Linked DNA regions of Ovis canadensis: region 2 is linked to region 1. A link is a contact called in public Hi-C data. All regions are on one chromosome and are shown on one strand. Each heading gives the region's core, a stretch centred on a gene start, on an enhancer-like site or on the middle of the called end of the contact. The rest is flanking DNA. Distances are from core to core; before and after follow the strand shown.

Region 1 (7,206 bases), core at 3,036-5,535:
ATATTGCTGAAGCCTGGCTTGGAGATAGATGTGTCTATTAAATGGCATACATGAAAATATAAAATGTCATGAAGTAAAACAGATGTTAAGTAATCAATCAACTTTAAAAATATATCTCAGCCAAGATGCATGAAATTTGGAGAATACCACTGATCCATGATAGTCTTCTTAAGATGTTGCCTCTTAAGTCAACATCCCATTCACTCCCTGGATGTTTTTCCCTTCTCTAAGCTCCTTCAAACTTTTATCTTCATCTTCACTCTTCGTGTTCTAACTATGGTCACTGTTAAGTACTGTGGGGTGAATTTTTCAGCTAGAGTGTAAACTCCATGAGGAAAAGGTGCGCCATTAAAAAATATCTATAAACTCCAGCCACATTGCTTACCATACTGGAAACAGTACATGATGTTTTGGAGATGAATTCATACCTTCTTTTCTCCTAGGTAGCTCTGGAGCCAGAAGTGTGAGAACCTTTAAAGCTTTAATTTATTTTGATTTTCTCCCCAAATGAAATATATTGGAGATCTCAAAAGCCAGGGTTGGACTCCAAACAGAGCATAAAAGGTGTACAACTTCTCACTTAGTGATCAGGAGAGGAGCTGCTTTCCTGACCCCTTGTAATCCTCAGCCATCTCTAGACATATCTTGTGACTAAAGTACACTTTATCATTCAAATAAATTCTATCACTGAGAAACATGGACGGCAGCAGTGACCAATCAGCCAGAGGTGATGAGAGGTTGGGAGTAAAATACAACGATGAAACAGGACTTGAGTTTTCACCTGGAATGAGGCTTGACCCACTGAGAGGCCAGAGCCAAGTTGGTTCCTGAATTAGAAGTCAGTGGGTTAGGGTTAGCCATCTAGGTTCGATACAGGATACAGGATGCTTGGGGCTGGTGCACTGGGATGACCCAGAGAGATGATATGGGCAGGGTGGTGGGAGGAGGGTTCAGGATTGGGAACTCATGTACACCTGTGGCGGATTCATGCCAATGTATAGCAAAACCAATACAGTATTGTAAAGTAAAAAAAATAAATAAATAAAAAATAAAGAACAACAACCACCAAAAAAGATGTCATTGGGCCACAGAAGAAGGAATACTGCATTGGGTGTCAGAGGCCTTGATGCCAGATCTCAGCTGCCACTGGGGAATTCTTAACAGGGGGAACACCACTTAATATTCCTGGCCTCAGGATATTTTAAGTTTTCTTATAAATTGAAGAGGTTAAACTCTATATGCTCTGATGTTTCTATAAACTATTAAATTCTATGATTACAAATCAAACATATTTTAAGCCTCTCAGTAACTGTGCAAACCTGAACAGTATTTTCAGATGTTTTTAAAAGCATAGTGTCTGAAATAGATGATAATAATAACTAATTCATTCAACACATTTGTGAGATGGTATGGGCTGCTGTCCTAGACCATGAAGATACAGAGGAGAGCAAAACATACCTGGTTCCATGGAGCTTATGTTCTAGTTCTGCTGCTGCTGCCGCTAAGTCGCTGCAGTCATGTCCGACTCTGTGCGACCCCATAGACGGCAGCCTACGAGGCCCCCCGTCCCTGGGATTCTCCAGGCAAGAACACTGGAGTGGGTTGCCATTTCCTTCTCCAATACATGAACATGAAAAGTGAATGTGAAGTCGTTCAGTCATGTCCAACTGTTAGCGACCCCACAGACTGCAGCCCACCAGGCTCCTCCGTCCACAGGATTTTCCAGGCAAGAGTGCTGGAGTGGGGTGCCATTGCCTTCTCCGATGTTCTAGTTCAGGGAGCCAATATTTCATAATCCAGTGCATTTTATTGCGGTGAGAACCCTGGAGAAAATTAATGCAAAGATGGTGATAGAAAGTGCCAAAAGGCATTAACTGTATACAACCGAATATTTACTACACATTTTACATGTATCCTCTCATTACATCTTAATAACAATCCTACAAGATAACTGCTATTTCCCTGTGCCCTATTGCACAGATGGGGGGAGAAAAAGGTACAGAGACATCAACTATATTTCCCAAGGTCACAGAAAAAGTAAGTAATGCAAGTCCACAGCTTGGGTTCTAACCATTATGTAGTACTGTCCTCTGCTAGACGATATCATAGTGCAAGTCTTTTAAAAGTTCATTAACCAAACTAAGCTTCCATGGTGGCTCAGTGGTAACGAATCCACCTGCCAATGCACAAGACATGGATTCTATCACTGGGTTTGGGAAGATTCCCTGGAAGAGGAAATGGCAACCCACTCCAGTATCCTTGCCTGGGAAATCCCATGGATAGAGAAGCCTGATGGGCTACAGTCCATGGGGTCTCAAAGAGTCATACACGACTGAGTGAGTAAGCATCAGTAACAACAAAACAAAGCACACATTCAGTACATTTAGAAAACTCTTTTTTCAGCTATGCTTATCACCTAAAAACTATGAAAGGGTGTCAAAATTTTTTACACCCGTGGCTGATTCATGTCAATGTATGGCAAAACCAATACAGTATAAAAATAAATAAATAAATAAAAATTTTTTAAAAAGAAGGCATCCTGATATGTGATTGGGCTTCATTTACTGCATCTTGGGCAATAAGCCTCAAAAGCAGCATGCAACATTCATAATTAAAAGATCAAAATTGAAAAAATCATGACCGAGTCTTCATACCGTGGTCCTCAACCTTCAACCTGCTATGCTAGTGAAGCATCCTAAATGAACAGGCATGAGAATGCCAATATTATCTTTATCCCTCAAGCTTGTTCAAGAAGGAACAAGGAGTCACATTTCCATGGAACATAACACCAGAGGCTGCAACAGAATCAGATTTCCCATAAAGCAAACACACATGAGGGTCATACAGAGCAGTGGTTAAGTGCGTGGGTTCTGTACTCAAACAAACCTGGCTGCAAACTCACTCTTTCACCAGCTCTATTTTCTTAGGCAAGCCTACTAACATTCATGAACCCTAGTTTCCTTATCTTTAGGAGAGGAATAATAATAATATCAACACAATATGCTTTTGTGAGAATTAAAAGAGTTAACATATGTTGAAGACTGAACCCAATACTGGCACATAGGAAATCTGCAGTAAATGTTACCTACTGTTATTATTATGAATAAATGTACCAACTTGGGCAAATGGATATACATTTCTGGAGGAGTAAAAGGTTTGACATCTAATAGGATATTTAATGTCATTTTTCAAAGAACTCTGCACATGAATGTTGAAGGAACTCCCCACTGTCCCTTCCCAAATTGCTGCCTCAGGAATATATTTAGGCACGAATAGTTAACAGGGCTTCCCTCATAGCTCAGTTGGTAAAGAATCTGCCTGCAATGCAGGAGACCCCAGTTTGATTCCTGGGTCAGGAAGATCCGCTGGAGAAGGGATAGGCTACCCACTCCAGTATTCTTGGGCTTCCCTTGTGGGTCAGCTGGTAAAGAATCTGCCTGCAATGCAGGAGACCTAGGTTCAGTCCCTGGGTTGGAAAGATCTCCCGGAGAATGGAAAGGCTATGCACTCCAGTATTCTGGCCTGGAGAATTCCATGGACTATGCAGTCCACGGGGTCACAAAGAGTCACACACCACTGAGCAACTTTCACTTTCACTTTCAATAGTTAACAGTGGGCTTCCCTGGTGGCTCAGACAGTAAAGATTCTGCCTACAATGCGGGAGACCTGGGTTCGATCCCTGGGTTGGGAAGATCCCCTGAAGGAACGCATAGCAACCCACTCCAGTATTCTTACCTGGAGAATCCCCATGGACAAAGGAGCCTGGTGGGCGACAGTCCATGGGGTCACAAAGAGTCGGACACGACTGAGCGAGTGAGCACAGCACGCAGTTAACAGTAGCAGCATTTCCAAAGAGAAAAGGGCAATGACATAACTCTGACTTGTTTCTGTACATTTATATAAATAACTAGTTAGTGGCTTACAAGAAGAAAGAATGGAGATGACTCCAGCCGTGTGTAAAAATAGCCAGAGACACTCAGCCCCCTCAGTCAATTCACAATAGCCACAGACGATCTGTTCATTTCCTCTCTGTGTTTGGATGACCTGAAGGCACTTCCCAGCAAGTAAATTCATGACACTAAAGCAACGTTCATTCCCAGTTTACACAGATTTCATCCCACCATATCAACAGCCCACATAGGCAAAGAAATGGCTTTCTAACACGTTGTTTCCATGGTGTTTATGTGTTTCTACCCTAAACAGACAGATGCAGATGAAGCAATGCATGTCAATCCCATTATGAGGCTGTGAAATGGGCAGAAGTTTTGCTCCACACTCATGCAATCACACACACTGTGAACATCCTGTTTATTTGGCTCGCCTTCCGATGATTGGCTGTGGTGTATCAGCACATTACTGACAGCTGGGAATTTCTCCAGTGGAACATGCCTTTCCTATGACAAACATCCAAATAGCAATGGGAACACGTGTCTGCCCACTGTGTCCATACGAAGCAGCACAGTTTCCCCAAAAGTAGAGCACATTGGGCGCCTGTATTTGGTTGGAACGGCACCGAGGGGGCCCCTGGTGACCCTTACAGGCCATATGAGATAATACATTCTTGGACCCCTATTTCCGGACTGCTCTGGGCAAGGTCAGGATGGCAAAGATCCCACTTCCACAATATCAGATGTTACGGTAATTCCTTGGAGCTAATGTGTAAGAGCAAAGGAATGCCTTCAAACCTCATCCAGGCCCTGTGGAATCTGTTGAAAATGCATGACAGCTGTGGGCTTTGGCGAGGCTGTCTGTGAATGTATGAGATTTGGAAACAATTCAAAGCTAGAAATAACTGCACAACTCCTAACCCGGTACTGCGTCTTGCTCTCTCCCTCTCTCTTCCCATCACTCATTTCACACGCACTGTAGCTAGGTCACCATCTCGTCCTCATGACTTTCAGGCACTCTCCACTGCTGGGAACAGTGGGTCACATCCTCCCCAAACACAGATGTGAAAAGAAGAAAGAAACAAGGGGTGGGGGTCAGAGTACCAGAATGATTTTAATAAGGCACAAGAACAGGATATTGAGAAAGAGCCTTTTTTTTTTAAGTATCCAATTGGGAGTTGAGAAGCAGCAGCAAACTTGCACACTTGTTTTAAAAACCCATCTGCAGTGCAAATCATCATCAAGTTTTCCAGTGATTTATAGAAGCACTCATTTTCCTAAACCTGCATTATTTTTCAAGGCTGTGACTATTTACACTTGGCTCTTCCAAGTCTTCTATATATTCTCTGCCCTTTACCATTTACTCTCTCACAGCAAGAGTTTGCATGTAATACAGTTGAAAAGGACCTAAGAGAAACCAGTTATGCTCAAAGACTCTCTTTTCTTAAATCAAATGCTCAGTTCAGTCGCTTAGTCGTGTCCAACTCCTTGCAAACCCATGGACTGCAGCACGCCAGGCATCCCTATCCATCACCAACTCCCGGAGTTTACTCAAACTAAATCAAATGATTGTTATTCAACTGCCTTACAGATTTCAACCTCAAAATTCCTCCTCTTGTCATTTTGACTTGTGTCATCTTAAGATGCAAAGACCTTCTACAACCTGACTCATAAACAGCAGGACATCCTAGGAAACCCTGGCTCTCCTCCCGTGTCTTCAGCTACTGCTACGGACAGCCCAGTTCCCCCTCAGTATCTGTGTGTCTATGTGTGTGTGTCTGTGTGTTGAGGTGAGGGGTGGGGGGGTGGGGAACTGGTTCCAGGAATTCAGTGGATTGAAAAAAAAAAAAAGACCAAGGATGCTCAAGCCCTTTACATAAAATGGTCTAGTAGAGCGGATATCTGAATCCACAGGCTCCGGTCGGTTGACTTTGCAGATGCGGAAATTGCGGTTCCAGAGGGTTGACTGTATGTTTAAAATATGACCTCTTGGCACAATCAGGTTATTCTCACACAGCTTTTCCTCTCTAGTTAACCCCCAGCTTTGACACACATGGTCGCTGTGTGTCAGTCATTAACAACACAGACTCTTAACTCTTAGCCCAAAACAAACCACACATTACCATTATCCAAAGTTCGGCCAAGGTAACTGGCCAAGATGGAGGCTTTAAAAGTAAGGAATTATTTCTCCAGTGAATATTATCCCGTCAATATCCTAAAATGAAACAAAACCACATATATCATATTTAAAAATAACTTAGGGCCTGGAAAACAATGTAAAGGGGGGAAAAAACATTCCTCCTGAGAACTTGCTGGATGCTGCCAACCACCTCCTTGGCCAGCTGGATCTGTGTGAGTGTTCAGAAGCAGAGAAAAAAATCACTCTGGCCAACCATGCACTAAAACTGATTACACCTAACTTGGAGAATAGATTCCCAAAGAAACTCACTCGGGGGCACAGATGCTTGCTTGGGGGCATTTACTCTTAAATTAGGATCAATTCTAACAAGCTGTGTTACTTGGATTCCCAGGCCACAATGGATTAGAAACAGTACATTAAAGAAAGACAGCGTGCTGGTAAAGGAAAGTATGTTGGGAACTACCAGTAGCATAGCTGCCCAGCTGTACGGCAAGAGAAGAGAGCCGCAGGTCAGCAGTGTGATTGTCTGGGCATTCAGGGAAAAAAGCCCCAGAACATCACATTACAGCACAGAACAATAATGGACATGCATAACAGCAACTCTGAGTCATCAAGGAAAAGATACAGGCTATATAAGAATTCATGGAAGGGCATATATTAATACATTCACAGCGTAGTCACATCCAGCACAGTGTTCTGTGATGACCTAGACGAGTGGGGTGGGGAGTGAGGGGAGGCCCAAGAGGGAGTGGATATATGCATACATATAACTGATGCATGTCACTGTACAGTAGAAACTAACACAACATTGTAAAGCAACTATACTCCAATTTAAAACATACACACCTATTAACAAAAAAAGAAATAGTGGTCCTTCCAGAGTTGACTTCTTTTATGTCCAAAATAAATAAATGTGGACTACTTCCCCAAATAACAGATTTTTTTAACTACAGGATTTAAATAAGAAGACTTCTAAGGATTTAATATCAGTGTCTCTCATTTTTCTTACGCTTACACCCAACAAGATATACATTACATGCCATCAGCTTCATTTCAGCATTTCTTAAATAACTTCGAGTATGCTACCGGAAAAGAGAACCCAAAGAGACAGAGATTCTGCCTCTATCACTTAATATCTACAAATGGAAAGCTATGAACATATCACTCTATGCACACACT
Region 2 (7,206 bases), core at 2,168-4,667, 380 kb after region 1:
ATGAGCCAAATCTCATCAGCTTCAGGAATAAGGCAGAAAGAAGTCCATTTCATCTATTAACTTCACTGAATGGCCCCGGACTGTCTTACACGTTAACTTCTTGGCGTTTCCCCCGGCTCATTCTTCCAACTCGGAGCCTCAAGTTTCTACCTTCTCTGTACCCGAGGAGAAACAAGTTCACAACCTGCTGGGTTTAGTCCTGGAGTCCTTAAGGACTGTTAAAAAGATTCCATCGTTACTCTGGAGTATCATTCCTCCTCGCAAAGCACTTTTCTAACCCAGTGCTTCTAAAGCAAAGAGTATTTAAAAGTACTAATTCAGACTCCACATGAAAGGAAAAAACGTGGATCTGAAGGGAGTAGAAAAAGCACAAGGCACGACTTTAGTCTTAAATGCTAGCTGTAACAAAGTTCCTGCTGGCCGGTAAGGGAGGCCACCAGATAAAAACTAAAAGCAGAATGTCAGCCACCTCGGATCTGAAGCAAAGCCCCTTTTCCAGCAGTGACAGCCCTGGATCTAGCCCCAAACACGCTCACACGCTCTCAGCAGACTCTTCTCCCCCAAGAAAGCCCCGAATCGAAGTCGAATACCTTTTCGGACAATCCCATCACATTCTAAGGATCACCGTGGATTTCCAAAGCCTTTTGGCGTATGCCACCAAGGATGCTTACAAGTCAGGAAAAGCCTTCGGAGTGAATGCAGGCGCCAAAAAGCAAGCCCAAGGCAGGGAGGGTTATAAATAAATATCTGTCTACACTTTAAAGGAGAAGCCGGATTCCTAAAGAGCCGGGGCGCAGCGAGCCGGGGGCCCGGGCGGCGGAGCGGTGTCGCCACATCGCCGGTTCCCGCGGTGGAGCTGCGCCCTCTGCAATCCGCGCTGAGACGAGCGGGGAATAAATAGTTGACGGAGAGGAAGGAAAAGGAAAAAGTTATGAATGAAAACAAGTATTCTCTCTCGCTCCCTCTCTCTCCTCTCTCTCTCTCGGGCAGGAGGAGGGGAGGAGGCTGAGATTACCATTACCTCAGGAGGGCGGACTTCCCCACTTTTAAAGTGGCAGTGCCCTCTCCCGCCCCTCGCCGCGCCGCCGCGCTCACAACAAGAATAAAGTGGCAGCTCGCGCGGGCGCACACCGACTCGGCCCAGGGGCTCCCCAGCGAACCGGGGGTCCGCTCTGGCACTCGCGCGCGAACACGCCTTTCGGGAGGCCCCGGTCCGAGGGATCCTCGGATCCCGAAAGCCCGCCGCGGGCACCCGCCGAGCAGCTCCGCGGTCCTCCTCGGACCCTCCCCCCCGCTCCAAGCCTGCCCGAATGCACCTTTCGAGTGGAGGGGTTTCCCCGAGAGGACACGCCGGGTCCCCGCGCCGCCGCTGCAGGCGACTGAGGACTGGGGACCCCGCTTCGCCGTCCCGCGCGGAGGCGAAAGGTCGCTCTCCGGCTTACCCAGCTTTGAGCGCCCCGCGGGCCGTCCGGGCCGCGAGAGGGGGTGGCCCCACTCTCCCTTCCCCTCGCGCGGTCCGGGCCCCCACGCCGCTCCCCAGGGCCCGCACCTGCCGCCCGGCCCGCCCCGCCCGTGCACCTCCCGCCCCCGCAGCCCGAGGGCGGCCGCCCCAAACTCACCTAGGCCGAAGCGAGGGCGGGCGGCCAAGCAGTGCAACCCGGCCTGGGTCCCGGTGCGGGCGACTGCGTGCACTCGCCGCATCAACCGCGGCGGGGAGGACGGGGAGGCATGGCCCGAGCTGCGGCCGGGCGGCCCGCGGCCTCTGCCCCGGGGCAGGAGCGCTCCCCGCGGCCCCCTTCCGGCTGCGGGGGACAATCTTCTGGAGACTCGGCGCGGCCAGGCGCAGACCTCTCACAGCTCGCGTGCGCCGCGCAGCTCAGTAACATCCACCTCCGGGGCTCTTCTCGTGTAGCCCCCTTCCAAGAACCAGGGGAAAAAAAAAGAAATCCCTTCAGGAGGGCTCTCCCGGTCTATACGGAAGGCGAGCTGGGGAGCGGCGGGGAGAGGAGTGCGTGACTGGCCGGCCGACCCGCCGCTGTGCTCGGACCAGAGTTTTCCTCGGGGTCCAGTCGCTCCTCGCGGGAAAGGCGGGAGTGGCGGCCTCCTGACGCGTGGAAATCCACGTCACGGACGTTTGAGGCTCCGCGGCGCCCGGGACGGGGCTCGAACCGGCGTCCACGGACGAGTCACGGAGCCGCGCAGGGAGTACACGCCTGAGAGGCCCGACCGCCGCTCCCCGTGGGTGGGGGTGGGTGGGATTTTGTTTTTTACCCGCTTTTAAGGGGCGGTGGTGAAGGGAGCGAGGTTTGGGGTTCTCCTCCGGGGAGAAGGCGGGGCGTCGTCCCTGGCTCCCGCGCAGGTCCAGGCACTTTCTCGATCCCGCACGGCGGGCAAGTGGGGGCACGGCGTTCCTGGGAACTCCGGTCCTGGCAGTCAGCCTCTCCCGGCAGCGATCACTCCCAGTCCTCCGACCCTCCTGTTCTGCGGCCGAAACGCCTGCTACAAACGATTAGAGATAAGAACACGTTAATTTCCCTTTCTTTCCAGGCACTTGGACTCGCCGCGCGCTCCGCCGCCCGGGCGAAGAGTGGAGAGGAGAGGGCCGCTCGCCAGCTCGCCAGCCGCCCGCACCCGCTGCCATGTGCTGGCTGTTGCTGCTCCCTGTGATTGACAGGCGGGCGCACAGTCGGCGTGTCAGCAGCGAACCAAAGTAACATGCAGTCTTGCACGTTTTTGCCGAAGTGCTTTTGCCCCTTGGAATGCCTAAGAGTTCAAACAACGTTCAAGCGACGCTTCTGCGCATTGGAAATCAATACACAGAGACGGGAAATTCAGGTTTTAAACAATTGCTTCTGGGGATTCGGTCGCCAACAATGCCTAAACAAACATGCATTTGGTCCACACACCGAATGCCAGTCCCTCTTTGGCAAAAAAAAGAAAAAAAAGAAAAACCACCCAGTTCTTCTTTCACACATCCGACTGTTTCAGACTTGAAACTTGTTACTGCTCGGCTGGGGGGGTTGTGGGGGTGGGGAGGAAAAGGACCTTGCTTTTTCTTTTAGTGGTAGCATTTACTTTAAGAGCATTCGTTTTAGCAGTGGGAATGCTACTGGTAATTTGAAATGCAACCAGTAATCTTAGATCTAAAGCGAGTTCAAAGAAATAATCAGTTCCTTGCAAAAGCCAACATTTCTCACCTGATCTTTCCTTAAAATGTCTACGGAAGGAAAGGAAGGAAACAGTTCTTACCTAAAGCAAAGATTGGAAATTGCTTTTCAGGCACATTTACAGCAACTGTAGCTGTTCCTTTTCCAGGGCTGGGAGTTGTGTCTGCGGCTATCACTCTGCAAACCACTGCGTGCCTTACAGAGCAGTCCCACTCCGGCTCCGCAGAATTTCAGCTCTTTGCCTCCACCTCCACCTCCACTCCAGGACACGCCTCCAGTGATATCATGTGTCAATCATACGGGCTGCCTGAAAACCTGGAGCAGGATTTCCCCAACAGTCGTTTCCTCTTTCCTTTATGAGTACCCACTAGGATATATCGCCCTGTACACTCCCCTAACAAACATCCTCTGAAAATGTGGATTGCCTCAAAAAATCCTTCAAATGCCTTTCGTCATAAAAGAATACCTTTAAATTTAGTTAGCAGTCTTCAGTTATCAAATCTCAGCAAAAAGATTGGTGAAATCTACCCTTAAAAGTGGAATTAGAAAACAACTTTGAAGAAGAAAAGATTAAAAAGTTGTATATCAAGCCCTCACTACTGATCAGTTAGATAATGTATATTGATATTAAAAAGATGATGATATGCCATTACAGACCCAATTTAAAGCAAAGTTCAGAATATGTGAAATCTAAAACGTGGCACGCTTTACTGCAAATGTATGTAATATGTGATAAAGGTATGATTTCCTGCTGTAGATTTTATAATAATTGCTCTCTTGATTTGTGATGTAATTTCCCCAAAATAAAAATTGTAAAAATCCCAGACTCCTTCAATTTTGTGAGATATTTATCTAATTTTGAAAAAATAAGTTTATTTTTAAAAATCAGCTGAATAGAAATCAATTAAAACAGAAATAATTTCCTAAGAGGTTTTATAATTCTTAAGCATATATGATGTGTCACTGAAAAAAAAAAAAAGCATTTTAATCAGTAGGAAAAATGCTTTTTGTTTCCTTACAGACTATTGGATTTTAGACATTTATTATCAAAATCATGTACTTCATGCTGCTGTGAGGGTAATAATATGTGGAATTTGAGCTTCCACAGAGATTCTTAAAAGATACCTAAAACCCAGAAAAATATAGTAAATGGAAAGGGAAATATTTTTTCCGGGTCCTACATATAAGAAGTAGCTTAAAGTCTTTGACGAAATAAAGCAAACAAAACTTCAGTAAAAAATCATATAAATTTGAGTATGGACATTTCAGTGATTTTTTAATATTCTTCTTTACAATAGTAGTTCTTTTGAAACTTTTTTTCTCTATTCGAGATTTTCTAATATTTGAGTTCTTTAAAATAATTAAAGTTCTATTTGGAATGACCTTTCAGGACCCTAGGGCACTGCTAAAACCATCAACAAGAAAGCATTACTAGAAAATAACACAGAACAAGAATTAAACCAAGAAGCTACCTATTCACTCTTAATAATATAAATTGTAATAAAATAGGCTGTTTCAAAGGCTAAAGTCAAATTATTGTACATATTTTATATTTTCATATATCTCATAATATTTGGAGAAGTAATAAGCTAACCAGTGGATAAGTTTCTTGGACAATTTGAATGGGTTTGAAAGAGTCAAATCAGAAATACAATATTCCATGATGGTATCTTATTTGGTTTTTCAAAATTGTCTTCTCTGCTATCACCACAATTTGGGGACAAGAGGTCAGTTCACCAGTATGATAAAACCAGGAGAGGGAGCACTGAACATTTTATTTCCATAAATCCTACAACAATATATTTGAAAATTTTTGTTACAAATAACCTTCAAACTATTTCAACCAAGGTATATTATTAAATTACAATCTTTGTGAAATTAAGTATTTTTAAATTACAATAATAAATAAAATCCATAAAATGTTATCTATAACATCATCATCATGGATCATGTTCTATTGAGAAATCAAATAGTATGAACAATGACCCTCTATATCATTTAGCACTGAAATGCATCAATATGTTTTCCTCTAAATATTATAGTATAAATAAATATATGTATAACCTTGCCACCCTGGAGCTAGAATAGGGGTCCCCAACCTCCAGGATCTAATGCCTGATGATCTGAGGTAGAGCTGATGTAATAATAACAGATATAAAGTGCACAGAAAATGTAATGCTCTTGAATCATGCTGAAACCATTCCTTCCCCTCTTTGGTCCATAAAAAAACTTCCTTCCATGAAATCAGTCCCTGATGCTGAAAAGGTGGGGGCTGCTGATCTAGAAGACATTTAATAAAACCTGCCCCCTTTTCTGATTGCCTACAACTCTTAAGTCTGTTGAAATTCTAAAATTTTTGCTTAAAATAGACATTGTTATTTATTTAGAAAGTTTAATACAGTGTACTATGGCTAGAAATAGACAGCTAGTATACGAAGTTTTCCTGAAAAGGAAAAACAATGTAAATATCCATGAGAAATTGTACCATAATTTTCAGTTTACTATATTAAGATCTAAAAGAATAAGGCAGAATGGAAAGTGAATTCATTTATTCTTCATTTTCATGTGAAAACAAGATTCGATATTTCTTCTACTGATTTGACTTTTGAAAAAACAACAAAGTAAAATGAACAAAAAAAATGTCTGGTAACTCTTGGCAACTACTAGTGCTTTAAAAAAGAAGAAAAAAGTGTAGTACTAAGGCTTAACTTATTCATTTATCTACTTTATTTGCCAAAATTGCAGAACCATAATGTGTTCCAAGCTCTTGAAAAATAATACCTTATTAATCTTTCCAATGTTTCTGTGAACTCGTGATAATAAATATAATGTTTGATTTTACTGAGAAACAAACAAAATAATAACAGATACTGGTGAGTTACCCCATAAGTGTCTAATAGATTAATGAAGAAACAGGAATGGAAACTCTTTACTTTCCTTTTAGGGCAGTAGTCACTATATTACTATACTTCCCAAGAAAAGCTGGCAAGGATAAGCCATTTTATTTTCAGTTTCCTTTCGTAAACAATCTTTGTAGTTGACAGAAATAGACCAACCTATTCTGTAAATTTTCCATACACATTCTTTTCATTTTCATAAGTATAATTCTCATCCTTCTGCCCTATTTGAAATACTAATGTTCTGTATTGGTTTCAAATTCTGTAAGTGGGCATATCAAGCAGCTGAATAAATTACACTGAATGATTTGTAGAGTTTCTGTCAGCTCTATAATTCTACAGCTAACCGTTTGTGTATTTTGTCACAAGTGATTCTATTTTTCTACAAGTTGTAAAAAAAAGAAATAAATGCACATGGCAGGGCTTTGAATTGGTGCCCTTCATTACCAAAGTGTCATATTCCTTCACAGAGAATCAAAGCGACAGGAGTTCAGACAAACTGCATCACTACTACATATCAAAGATTTTGCTAATTAAATCCACATGGTAAGACGTCTAAGGAAACATCTTTGCCCTATTACAAAACAAGTCTTCATTTCTTATCTACCCAGTTGAAGAATAAATCCTGTCTTGTTTCCTCTTCCGTATTATTAAATACTCCCTTCTGAGCCTTGACTTGCTCTTCATTTTCACAAGAAAACAAGATTAGTCATCTCTTCTGCTGATTTGATTCCTGAATCTAGGAGTAGAATGGCTATTATAATGATCATGTGGTATTCTCTTTGATTCTGTTTAACAAAAGTTATTAATCTCTCATTTCCACAACTATCTATTGCTCACTTCATCTTCAGAGACAAGTACACAAGAACCTAGGTTAATTTAAACCTTGAACTGCCCCCAACGATAGAACAGGAAGAAAACAAAGTCATGTTTTCATTAAAATGGAAACAACTTAAAACATCTCCTGGGGCTTGCCTGCTTTAATCTTTATTTCCTATTGAAATAACCTATGCCAAAGGCTATAGTTTATCCTTTGTTTGGGAAAATAAAAGTAGAATATTTATTTGATCAAATGACTCTGGGCATGCCTTCTATAAGAATGCTTAATATTAAAAAAGAAAACACAAAAACTTGCAAGAGGT

Evidence for each region. A called contact is a pair of places that touch in the nucleus more often than the background predicts.
Region 2: a contact with region 1 is called in a Hi-C map of lung, with 7 times the contacts expected there. The contact joins the promoter of SPRY1 here to the enhancer-like site in region 1. A contact is called at or near these places in 2 of 2 Hi-C or Micro-C datasets (fibroblasts and lung).

Annotation. Positions count from the first base shown.
Region 1 is chr17:44,448,591-44,455,796 of ARS-UI_OviCan_v2, forward strand. No RefSeq gene overlaps it. Among named protein-coding and RNA genes, the nearest start is that of SPRY1, 380 kb to the right of the region's middle. Within about 2 kb of position 4,286, the one cell type or tissue checked has open chromatin away from gene starts, as enhancers often do. A contact at or near this core is called in fibroblasts, where this site is marked.
Region 2 is chr17:44,825,536-44,832,741 of ARS-UI_OviCan_v2, forward strand. SPRY1 (sprouty RTK signaling antagonist 1) reads right to left here and starts at 3,418. Exons shown (of 4, transcript XM_069557465.1): 1 at 3,250-3,418; 2 at 2,272-2,499; 3 at 1,620-1,916.